Linked DNA regions of Sus scrofa: region 1 is linked to region 2. The links are chromatin contacts, called in public HiChIP or PLAC-seq maps. All regions are on one chromosome and are shown on one strand. The core of a region is the stretch at or near the end of the contact, and the rest is flanking DNA. Distances in the headings are between cores, read along the strand shown.

Evidence for each region. HiChIP or PLAC-seq counts read pairs in DNA pulled down with a chosen protein or histone mark.
Region 1: an H3K27ac HiChIP or PLAC-seq map of alveolar macrophages shows a contact between it and region 2. The contact joins two enhancer-like sites. A contact is called at or near these places in 12 of 47 Hi-C or Micro-C datasets (alveolar macrophages, blood, embryonic fibroblasts and 7 more) and 1 of 2 datasets of contacts at active chromatin or transcription factors (alveolar macrophages).

Annotation. Positions count from the first base shown.
Region 1 is chr14:49,377,640-49,382,783 of Sscrofa11.1, forward strand. It overlaps SPECC1L (cytospin-A), which reads left to right. Exons shown (of 16, transcript XM_021073804.1): 4 at 1-31; 5 at 2,675-2,882. Among named protein-coding and RNA genes, the nearest start is that of SPECC1L, 47 kb to the left of the region's middle. Within about 2 kb of position 3,577, at least 6 of the 83 cell types and tissues checked have an H3K27ac peak or open chromatin away from gene starts, as enhancers often do. A contact at or near this core is called in alveolar macrophages, where this site is marked.
Region 2 is chr14:49,308,633-49,313,563 of Sscrofa11.1, forward strand. All of the region lies in intron 16 of BCR (breakpoint cluster region protein), which reads left to right. Among named protein-coding and RNA genes, the nearest start is that of SPECC1L, 22 kb to the right of the region's middle. Within about 2 kb of position 2,204, at least 28 of the 83 cell types and tissues checked have an H3K27ac peak or open chromatin away from gene starts, as enhancers often do. A contact at or near this core is called in alveolar macrophages, where this site is marked.

The DNA.
Region 1 (5,144 bases), core at 2,327-4,826, 70 kb after region 2:
TGCCAATCGGCTACAGGACACCATCGCAAAGGTACCATTGAGGTAGATGGGCCCTTCTGGGCCAGTGTTTCGTGCTGCAGTACGTGGCCAGCATCCTTGGTGGTGTATGCTTAGCCCTTTTTAAGCTTCATGATGGTTTTCTTGTATTTGGATGGAGTGAAAAGTGTTCTTGTGATGATGTCACTCACTTACATTTTGTTACTCTTTTCCTTCCTGTGAGAGAGATAATGGATGGGGCTAGAGTTACAACTAACAATGACTAACAGAGCTTGTCCATAGTTCTGGCTATTCCCAGGGGAATGTGTTGTGCAATTTCACGTCCTCATCTCTAATGTAGTTTGACATAAGAACAATGGAGAGCCAGTCCTCCAGTCTGTGGGATTAGCAGTGTCTGCTTTTTGTCGTCGGTTTTCGAGTGAAGTTCTGTTGTGAGTTGAAAATACTTTTGGATAGGAAGGCTCCTGTTGCTTAGAGGCCCATGATCCGTTGCTGGAAGGGACTTTGGAGATCTTTGATTGGTTTTACATGCAGCATGATAGTGAGGACTCAGTCCAGCCCCCTGGTTTTACATGCATCATGGTAGTGGGGACTCAGTCCAAAATGCAGCCCAGGTTTGCTGGCAGTCTGGCCAGGACTCTGTGCTCCATGTGGTTGCTGATATAGTGTTTATTTGCATGAGTTATCTAATTATTCTAGCTTACATTTTATTTCCTGTTTTAGTGCAGTAGTTCTTAAAGTAGGAAACAGTATGACTTTGGTTAAAATTTGAATAATTTTTTTTTTTTTTGGGTCTTTTTGCTATTTCTTTGGGCCGCTCCCGCGGCATATGGAGGTTCCCAGGCTAGGGGTCGAATCGGAGCTGTTAGCCACCGGCCTACACCAGAGCCACAGCAACGTGGGATCTGAGCCGCGTCTGCAACCTACACCACAGCCCACAGCAATGCCGGATCGTCAACCCACTGAGCAAGGGCAGGGACCAGACCCGCAACCTCATGGTTCCTAGTTGGATTCGTTAACCACTGCGCCACGACAGGAGCTCCCAAATTTGAATAATTTAAACGTTATTTTTTTTATTTTTTATTTTTGGCTGCACTGGCAGCATATGGAAATTCCTGGAGCAGGGATCAATCCCATGCCACAACAGCTGCCCAAGACACTGCAGTGACAACACTGGATCCTTAACCCACTCCTCCACAAAAGAACTCCTAAACTATTTATTTATTTTTTAATGGCGGCACCCATGGCATATGAAAGTTACCAGGCCAGGGATTGAATCCAAGCCAAGCCGCAGCTATGGCAATGCCAGATCTTTTAACCCACTGTCAGGCCAGGGATCAAATCTGCACTTCTGTAGTGATCCAAGCCATTGCAGTCAGATTCTTTTTTTTTTTTTTTTTTTTGTCTTTTTGTCTTTTTGTCTGTTGTTGTTGTTGTTGCTGTTGTTGCTATTTCTTGGGCCGCTCCCGGGCATATGGAGGTTCCCAGGCTAGGGGTTGAATCGGAGCTGTAGCCACCGGCCTACGCCAGAGCCACAGCAACGCGGGATCCGAGCCGCATCTGCGACCTACACCACAGCTCACGGCAACGCCGGATCGTTAACCCACTGAGCAAGGGCAGGGACCGAACCCGCAACCTCATGGTTCCTAGTCGGATTCGTTAACCACTGCGCCACGACGGGAACTCCTGCAGTCAGATTCTTAACTTACTGTGCCACAGCGGTGACTCCCTAACCTTAAATTTTTTTTTTGTTTTTTGTTTTTTGTTTTTTGTCACCCCTAGGTATATGGACTTCCTAGGCCAGGGATCAGATCTGAGCCTCAGTCATGACCCAAGCTGCAGCTGTGGCAACGCCGGATCCTTAATCCTTCCCGCCGGGCTGGGAATCAAACCTGCATCCCACTGCTCCTAAATGTTTGTTTGTTTTGCTTTTTAGGGCTACACCCAAGGCATATGGAAGTTCCTAGGCTAGGGATTGAATCCAAGCTACAGCTGCCGGCCTACACCATAGCCACAGGCACGTGGGATCTGAGCCACATCTGTGACCTACCACCACACGCAGCTCATGGCAACACCAGATTCCCAACCCACTGAGTGAGACCAGGGATTGAACCCACATCTTCACGGATACTAGTTGGATTCATTTCTCCTGTGCCACAGCAGGAACTCCTAAATGTTAATTTTTTAAGTGAGGACTTTAAAGAGGTACAGTAAAGGAGATTTGTTCGAGCATATAGGTTGGGGGCCGTTATGAACTAACACTTTGACAATGACAATATTTGAGAATTTTTTGTTTCCATTTTTAATTTGATATTGAAAGTGTCACAAATCAGACATCATTTTTGTTGGAAAGCATGTTAATCATTAATCAGATGTATGCCTTCAGTCCAAACTTTGGGGAAGGGAAGATGTGTAAAATTTTCTCATGAATAATGTAGTTCAGTTCAGTGGTATGTCCATATAATTTCAATGAGTGATGTAGCAGCAGATGTAGTGCTGAAGTGTGTCGTGTCAAGTCCTATTTTTGGAGAGTGCCTTCTGTATAGTTGTTACACAGGTCGCTCTCGCTCACACAGCCACTCACACTCGGGTTCCAGCTAAAACAGTGGGTACCTACGTCCTAGGAATTATCTCAGAACAACTCATTTCTCTGATTGGCACCATCCGTTTTACATAGGTAGAAGATGAATACCGAGCCTTCCAGGAGGAAGCTAAGAAGCAGATAGAAGATTTGAATATGACATTAGAAAAGTTAAGATCAGAGCTGGAAGAGAAAGAGACAGAAAGGAGTGACATGAAAGAAACGATCTTTGAACTTGAAGACGAAGTGGAACAGCACCGGGCAGTGAAGCTTCATGACAACCTCATCATCTCTGACTTAGAAAGTAAGTGTTGTCCTACACATTTTTGCATATGGGAGGAGTCTGTGTTCAGTATCAGGATGACAGTGGGGCTTCTGATGGGACAGAGGTTCATGGCAAGAGCTTGGTGGCCAGCAGACACGCACGTGTGGTGGGTGATGTTTCCACGGCCATGCCATCTTCCAGCTGCTTTTTGTTCCTAAAGAACTGTTTGAGTGGAGCATGGCTTTACAGTTCTGTGTAATAATGAAAAATCATTTAAATGAAAAGCTAGTGGGGGAAATTACTGTTGTGGCTCAGCAATAATGAGCCCAACTAGTATCCTTGAGGATATGGATTTAATCCCTGGCCTTGCTCGGTAGGTTAATGATCCGGTGTTGCCACAAGCTGTGATGTAGGTTGCAGATGTGACTTGGATCCCATGTTGCTGCGGCTGTGATGCAGGCCGGCAGCTGTAGCTCCCATTGGACCCCTAGCCTGGGAACATCCATGTACCACGGGTTCGGCCCTAGAAAGACCTCCCCCCCAAAAAGAATTGGTGGGAAACAGAAATTTGCATGATCTTAAAATGTCTTTCCACAGACTGTTATGTTTTAAATGACGAAAAAGAAGCAATCAGAAATTATACAGTGGAACAATTAGGCAACACTGTGACTGGGTGATTGTGTAAGTGATAGAGGCATATGGTTATCACTAGGCCATATTCTGGCTGAGGCATAACTTCAATTACTCATAAAGAAACATTGGGTGTTCCCTGGTGGCCTAGCAGTTAAGGACTTAGCAGTGGCTCTGTTTCGATCCCTGGCCCAGGAATTTCTGCATGCCACAAGGAGCAGCCGAAGGGGGAAAAAAAATTGTAAAGGAACATTAAACAGATAAAAAATGAGGAATGTTGTACTAAAAGCCCAGGAATGAGTGGTGCTATATTCCTCAAAATGCCAGTGTCGTAAAAGACAGAGGCTGAGGAAAAAGTTCCAGGCTAAGGAGGCAATATGTTCAGCCCCTGTGCCTTACTGGCTTCAGTGCTGCCAGGAGTTGCTATAAAGGGCAAGGTGACAGAGTTGGAGTGTGGGTGGGAGATTAGATAAACATATCATGTCAGTATGCATTTATGAAGTCAATAACCAAACTGTGTGTGTATTCTTAGGAACCACACACTGAAAGATGCGGGACCATCATGTGTATCCTTAAAGGTTAGGAAAAAGTTAGGGATAAATACAGGCAAACAGACAGGGATCAGAGATAATAAATGATAAATGGTAAACTGATAACAATAAGATCTGAGTAAAAGGTATATGGATATTCCTTGGTATTATTTCGTGCATCTTTTTGTAAGTTTGAAATTATTTCTACATAATACAGTTATGTAGAGTTCTCAAATGTTAACAGATTTTATATTGTAATGTGCTTTAATATGATAGCCTGGAGGGGACAGGGAGAATGGGGGTAAACTTTTTGGTTGCTGTGGTAACAGCTTTTCAAACTTGTGGTTCATGATACTGCTCCTTTGAGTGCTAACAGTTTATTCTACCTCGACAGAGGGTTGATAGGCGCATACGGCATGCAGCCAGATCCCATGTGCTGTGGATGCAGATGAAAGGTTCGAACTATTTCCAGGAGACAGTCACTTGCAGGAGCCCTGACCATGTCTAGTGGAGGTTCTGAGTTCTGGCTAGATAATTAGCCCAGCATCTATAGATTCACCCCAGGGTTATTCAAAATATTCCAAGGTATCTGGCTACTGAAGTAGTGGATTGTGGGACTGTATTTCTTAGAGACATAGGGGTGAACTGTTTCATCTAAAGTTTTTTTTTTTTAATTGTTTTTATTATTTATTTATTTTGATTTTTTGTCTTTTTGCCATTTTCTTGGGCCGCTCCTGCGCCATATGGAGGTTCCCAGGCTAGGGGTCCAATCGGAGCTGTAGCTGCCAGCTTATGCCAGAGCCACAGCAACATGGGATCTGAGCTGCATTTGCGACCTGCACCACAGCTCATGGCAATGCTGGATCCATAACCCACTGAGCAAGGCCAGAGATTGAACCTGCAACCTCATGGTTTCTAGTTGGAGTCGTTAACCACTGAGCCACGACGGGAACTCCCTAAAATTATTTTTAAATGCTGTATTTTTTTCCATTATAGTTGGTTTACAGTGTTCAGTCAATTTCTACTGTACAGCAAAGTGACCCAGTCATACATGTATATATACATTTTTTTTTTTTTTTTTTTGGTCTTTTCTAGGGCCACCCCCACGGCATACGGAGGTTCCTAGGCTAGGGGTCCAATC
Region 2 (4,931 bases), core at 954-3,453:
GTTTATGAATCAGGATCCTCAGGAGAAAGAAGGAAGGAAGGCAGAGGCGGGCGGTCATGCCTGCGACACCCTGGGATCCCAGCCAGGCCTCCTCCTCTGCCCCTCCCCGTTTTTCTAGAAGACTTTTTCCCTACTCCTCTGTGTGTCTCACTGGGCTCACAACTCAAATTCCAACCGGAGCATCAGAGTTGGGTTTTTTTCATGTTTTCTGTCTTACATGAGCCTCAACGGTGAGACCGGGGCCTTGGGAATCTGGTTGGACCCTCACTTTATTCAAAATTACTGCTCAGGAGTTCCCATCGTGGCGCAGTGGTTAACGAATCCGACTAGGAACCATGAGGTTGCGGGTTCGATCCCTGCCCTTGCTCAGTGGGCTAACGATCCGGCGTTGCCGTGAGCTGTGGTGTAGGTTGCAGACGCGGCTCGGATCCCGCGTTGCTGTGGCTCTGGTGTAGGCCCGGTGGCTACAGCTCCGATTCAACCCCTAGCCTGGGAACCTCCATATGCCGCGGGAGCAGCCCAAGAAAAGGCAAAAAAACCAAAAAAAAAAAAAAAAAAAAAACTTGGATTGTATGATACAAAAGGATATTGAGGGAGTGCCTATTATGACTCAGGACCTGACATAGTGTCTGTGAGGACGCAGGTTTGATCACTGGCCTCCCTCAGTGAGTTAAGGATCCAGTGTTGCCACAAGCTACAGCGTAGGTCACAGATGAAGCTTAGATCCGGTGTGGCTGTGACGTAGGCCAGCAGCTGCAGCTCTGATTCAGCCCCTAGCCCAGGAGCTTGCATATGCCACAGGTGTGGCCATTAAAAAAATAAAGATATTGAGGGGTTCCCTAGCAGTCTAGCTGTTAAAGAGTCACCATTGTCACTGCTCTGGCGCAAGTTTGATCCCTGGCCCAGGAACTTCTGCATGCCTCAGGCAAGGCCAGAAACAAACAAACAAACAAACAAACAAACAAACAAAAAAAAAAACAGAAAAATCCAAAAGGATATTGACTGCGGACACCCTGGGTTCTCTGAGGTTTTCGGTGATGTGTGCATGGCCTGCGTTGAATCAGGCCAGAGGTGGGCCAAGGCTTTGGCCCAGAGCTGTGAATCACTTTACTACTCTTTCTCTTTCTCAGAAAAATGCCTCGTGATTCAGCTTCATCTCCTGCCACTCTCTGCCTTATGCTTTCTATTTTCAAGGGAAGGGGCACCTCCTTGCTCTACTGTGCTCTGGTTTGGGACCTTATATCTTTTTTTTCTTTCACTGTCATACTCTGTCATGTCTTTCACAGTGTGTCCCTTTTCAGTATGTAAGTCAATGGCTTTAGTAATGTACAGCGTTGAACAGCTATCACCAATAATCCAGTCTGGGGATATTTCCACACACACCCCCCAAAACGGTTTCCCTCTTCCCACCCCCCAGCGGGGGTGGGACTGCTTTTTGTTGCTAGATTTATCCATTCTGCACATTTTGTATAAACGGAATTGTACCGTATTACGTGATCTTTTGTGACTGGCTTCCTCCACTTAGCAAAACATTTTTGAGGGTCATCCGCGTCAGAGCATGTTAGCTTTACTCCTTTTTTGGCTGAACCACATCCCATCCGTGTCTCCTCCGTCCACCAGTTGACGGACACTTGGGTTGTTTCTAGCTCAGGCCTATAAAGGTTACTGTTCTGTGAACCTGTGCACAGTCCGTGAGGAAAGATGTTTTCCTTGCTGCTGTGCAGAGACCTAGGAGGGGAAATGCCAGGTCGGATAGCCAGGGTTAACTTTGTGAGGAACTGCCCTGCTTTTCCAGAGAGGCCATGGCATTTCACATCCCGGCAGTGGTGTCTGGGGGCTCCTATTTCTCCACATCCTCACTGATACCTGTCACCCTCTGTCTCCTGGGTGGGAGCTGTCCTTTATTTTTCTGAGTTATGCTGTAGCCTGGTTGCAGGGAGGGGTGGAGGCGTTAATGCTATGGAGGATAGAGGTGCAGAGAACAGACTGCAGTAGGAAGAGAAGGAGACCACTCCAGGGAGTAGGTTACAGTGTAGACACGTGGGGTCCATCAGGACTCCTGGGAAGGCCCTGCTGGACCGTCCTGGGTGGTGACACTGGGCCCAGGGGAAACTCCGGGGAGGCCAGTGAGGAGAGAGCAGCATTTCCTTTTTTGGACAGTTTGGTGCTGCCTGTGCTCGGGCTGGGTGGATGAGAGACGTGCTGTGGTTGTCCATCAGTGACATCAGTGACCCATCTGGCCGTGCTACAGAGCAAGCAGGGTGGGGCCACGTCCTCAGCACCTGCCCCACCCCCATTGCCTCTCTGATGGGTCACACAAGGTGGTCCAGCAGGCTTACTGCCCCCCTTGCCAGCCCTGAGGGAGAGGAGCTGGGGCCCAGACCTTCCTTCTAGAACCTGGGTGTAAGAAGGTGCCCCCAGTTTTCCCTCGATTGCTGTTTCCCGGTCCTTGCCCCTCCGTCTCCGTTTGTTGTTCCAAACCCCGGTCCCCACTTGTTTATTTCTCTGTGCTTTAAAAAGCCCATGAGAGAGCGTGCCAGCCCTGAGTGCTCTTTGGGGCTGGATGGAGACGACCTCATCATTGTGTTATTCTCATGCTGCTTCCGCTCCACTCCACATGCTCTCTGTTGGCAATGGGCCAGCCTGGGGACTATCATTCCCTCTGGAGCCACTGAGGGGGCTGGGGGCCTGGTAAGGAGCCTCCTGGCAGCCTCTGGGGCAGGTGGAGGCAGGACTGGGCCTCAGTACAGGGGGTAGATGATGGGCCATCACCCCTTGTCATGCATCTGACTGGCGGTGCTGCAGGGCCTGCGGGGAACTCTCCCACCCAAGTCCATGCCAAGATGGGGTCACTGACTAGGGGCAGCCATGAGGCAGACTGGCCAGGCAGACACGTGTTACTCAGCATCTCCAAGCTCACCAACAGGAAACCAGCCACTTGAGAAGGAAACTTGGCTTTTCTGGGCTTTAGAGAGAACTGTGACGTGTCAGAATTCCTGTAACCAATAGGCTGCTGGTGGGGGTATTTTTTCCACACACAAACAAAGAACCTGGGGTTGGGGGGGGAGTAGGCTGCAGGGGCGGGGCTTCCTGAGAAGCCTGGTCAAAAGGCCTTGGAGGCCCGGAGCTCGACACACTGCTCTCCATCCTCACTGCCACCCATCTCACTCCTGTCCATCGCGCTCCAGTCCGGCTGCACCAGCCTCTCACACAGCAGGGCCAAGGATGCGAGAGACACCGTGTGCGGCCACCCTGCAGGGCCTCCTGCGGTACCTCCTCCCCACTGGCCGGACGGGCCAGAGCCGGGCAACCTCTGTCGAAAAGCACTTGTGTGCTCACGGTACCGCCCTGTGGACCCACATCCGGAGTCTCGTACGCAAGGGCAAGGTGGGCCTGCGGTCGGGCTGGAGATCTCTGTCCCTCTGCCTGTCATTGGGCTGCATGTGCCAAGTCTCTGTCCTGGAGAGGTGAGGGGAGGGAGCCTGGTGATTCCCGTTCTTGGAGGGCAAGAGAGGGTGCCTCTCTGCCACTGTGTCTCCCTTTTCGTTTGTTGTTGTTGTTGTAGTTATTGTTATTGTTGTTTAGAGCTGCACCCGCGGCATATGGCGGTTCCCAGGCTAAGGGTCTAATCGGAGCTATAGCTGCCGGCCTATGGCACACCAGCTCCAGGCCACGTCTGTGACCTACGCCACAGCTCACGGCAACGCCGGATCCTTAACTCACTGAGCAAGTCCAGGGATGGAACCCGAAACCTCATGGTTCCTAGTCGGATTTGTTTCCACTGCACCACAATGGGAACTCCTGTGTCTCCCTTTTTGAAGCTTCCAGTGGTGGAGGTAAACCACCCCTTCCTCAGGAGCAGGAGGAACCGCACCTGCCCCCTTCCTCCCTGGATGGCCAGGACTCGAGATTTGTGGGTGAGGGGCCAGCTGTGCGCTCCCCTTCCTCCCGCCACTCAGGTCTGGCTGAGAGGTGTGAGGGCCCTTGTGTCACCCCGTGCAGCCTCCCCTAGGGGAGGTGTTAACCCAGCTGGGAGCCCAAGGAGCAGCACGTGGGGGTGGTTTATGACTGGTCTTTGCTCAGACCTCCCCCTCAGAGTGCAGTCCCCATGGCCCAGGGCCCCTGAGAACCTCCTGGGACGGACAGAAGGAGGACCTGTGGCCACACAGCCCAGGAGGGAGACACTCTGCCTCCCTTTGTCTGTCTGTGTCATTCTGTCCATACATTTCGGATCCTTGAGAATGGTAACCAGTAGGACCTAGAAGAGGAGGTGAGGAGGGCCTGTGATGACCTCTGTGCCAAGCAGGTTCAGAGAGAGAACTCGGGTGCACCCACCTGAGAGGTCGAGGCTTCTGGGTCTCTTCCCAGCTGCCACCTGATCCCTTATAGTGGACAGATATGCCTGTCCTGAGTGCCCCTCTAGTGCTGGCACTCGGTGCAGTACTGTCTCCATGGGGGTGCTGGTGTGGGTGCATGTGTGCTGCCATTGCAGGGTATGGTCTCTGCCCTTAAGCTTCTTTCTTCTTTTTCTTTTTCTTTCCTTTTTTTTTTTTTGTATTTTTAGGGCCGCATCCACAGCATAGGGCTTCCAGGCTAGGGGTAGAATTGGAGCTGTAGCTGCTGGGCTGTACCACAGCCACAGCAACACAGCATCTGAGCCATGTCTGCAACCTACGCCACAGTGCACAGTAGTGCCAAATCCTTAACCCAGTGAGCAAAGCCAGGGATCAAACTTTAAGCATCTTTCCAGTAGCCCATGAACCGTTCTAGTGAACTGTTGCCCAAAGCAAGCGATGAAACCACAAGGCCCTGGGTGAGGCACACCAGGTTATGTGGTGCCGACGGCAGCTCCCTGACCTGCCTTCACCCCAGAATCACCTGGGAGGTCTGGTCACACTGCCCGCGTGGCTCTTCCAGGACCTGGGGAATTG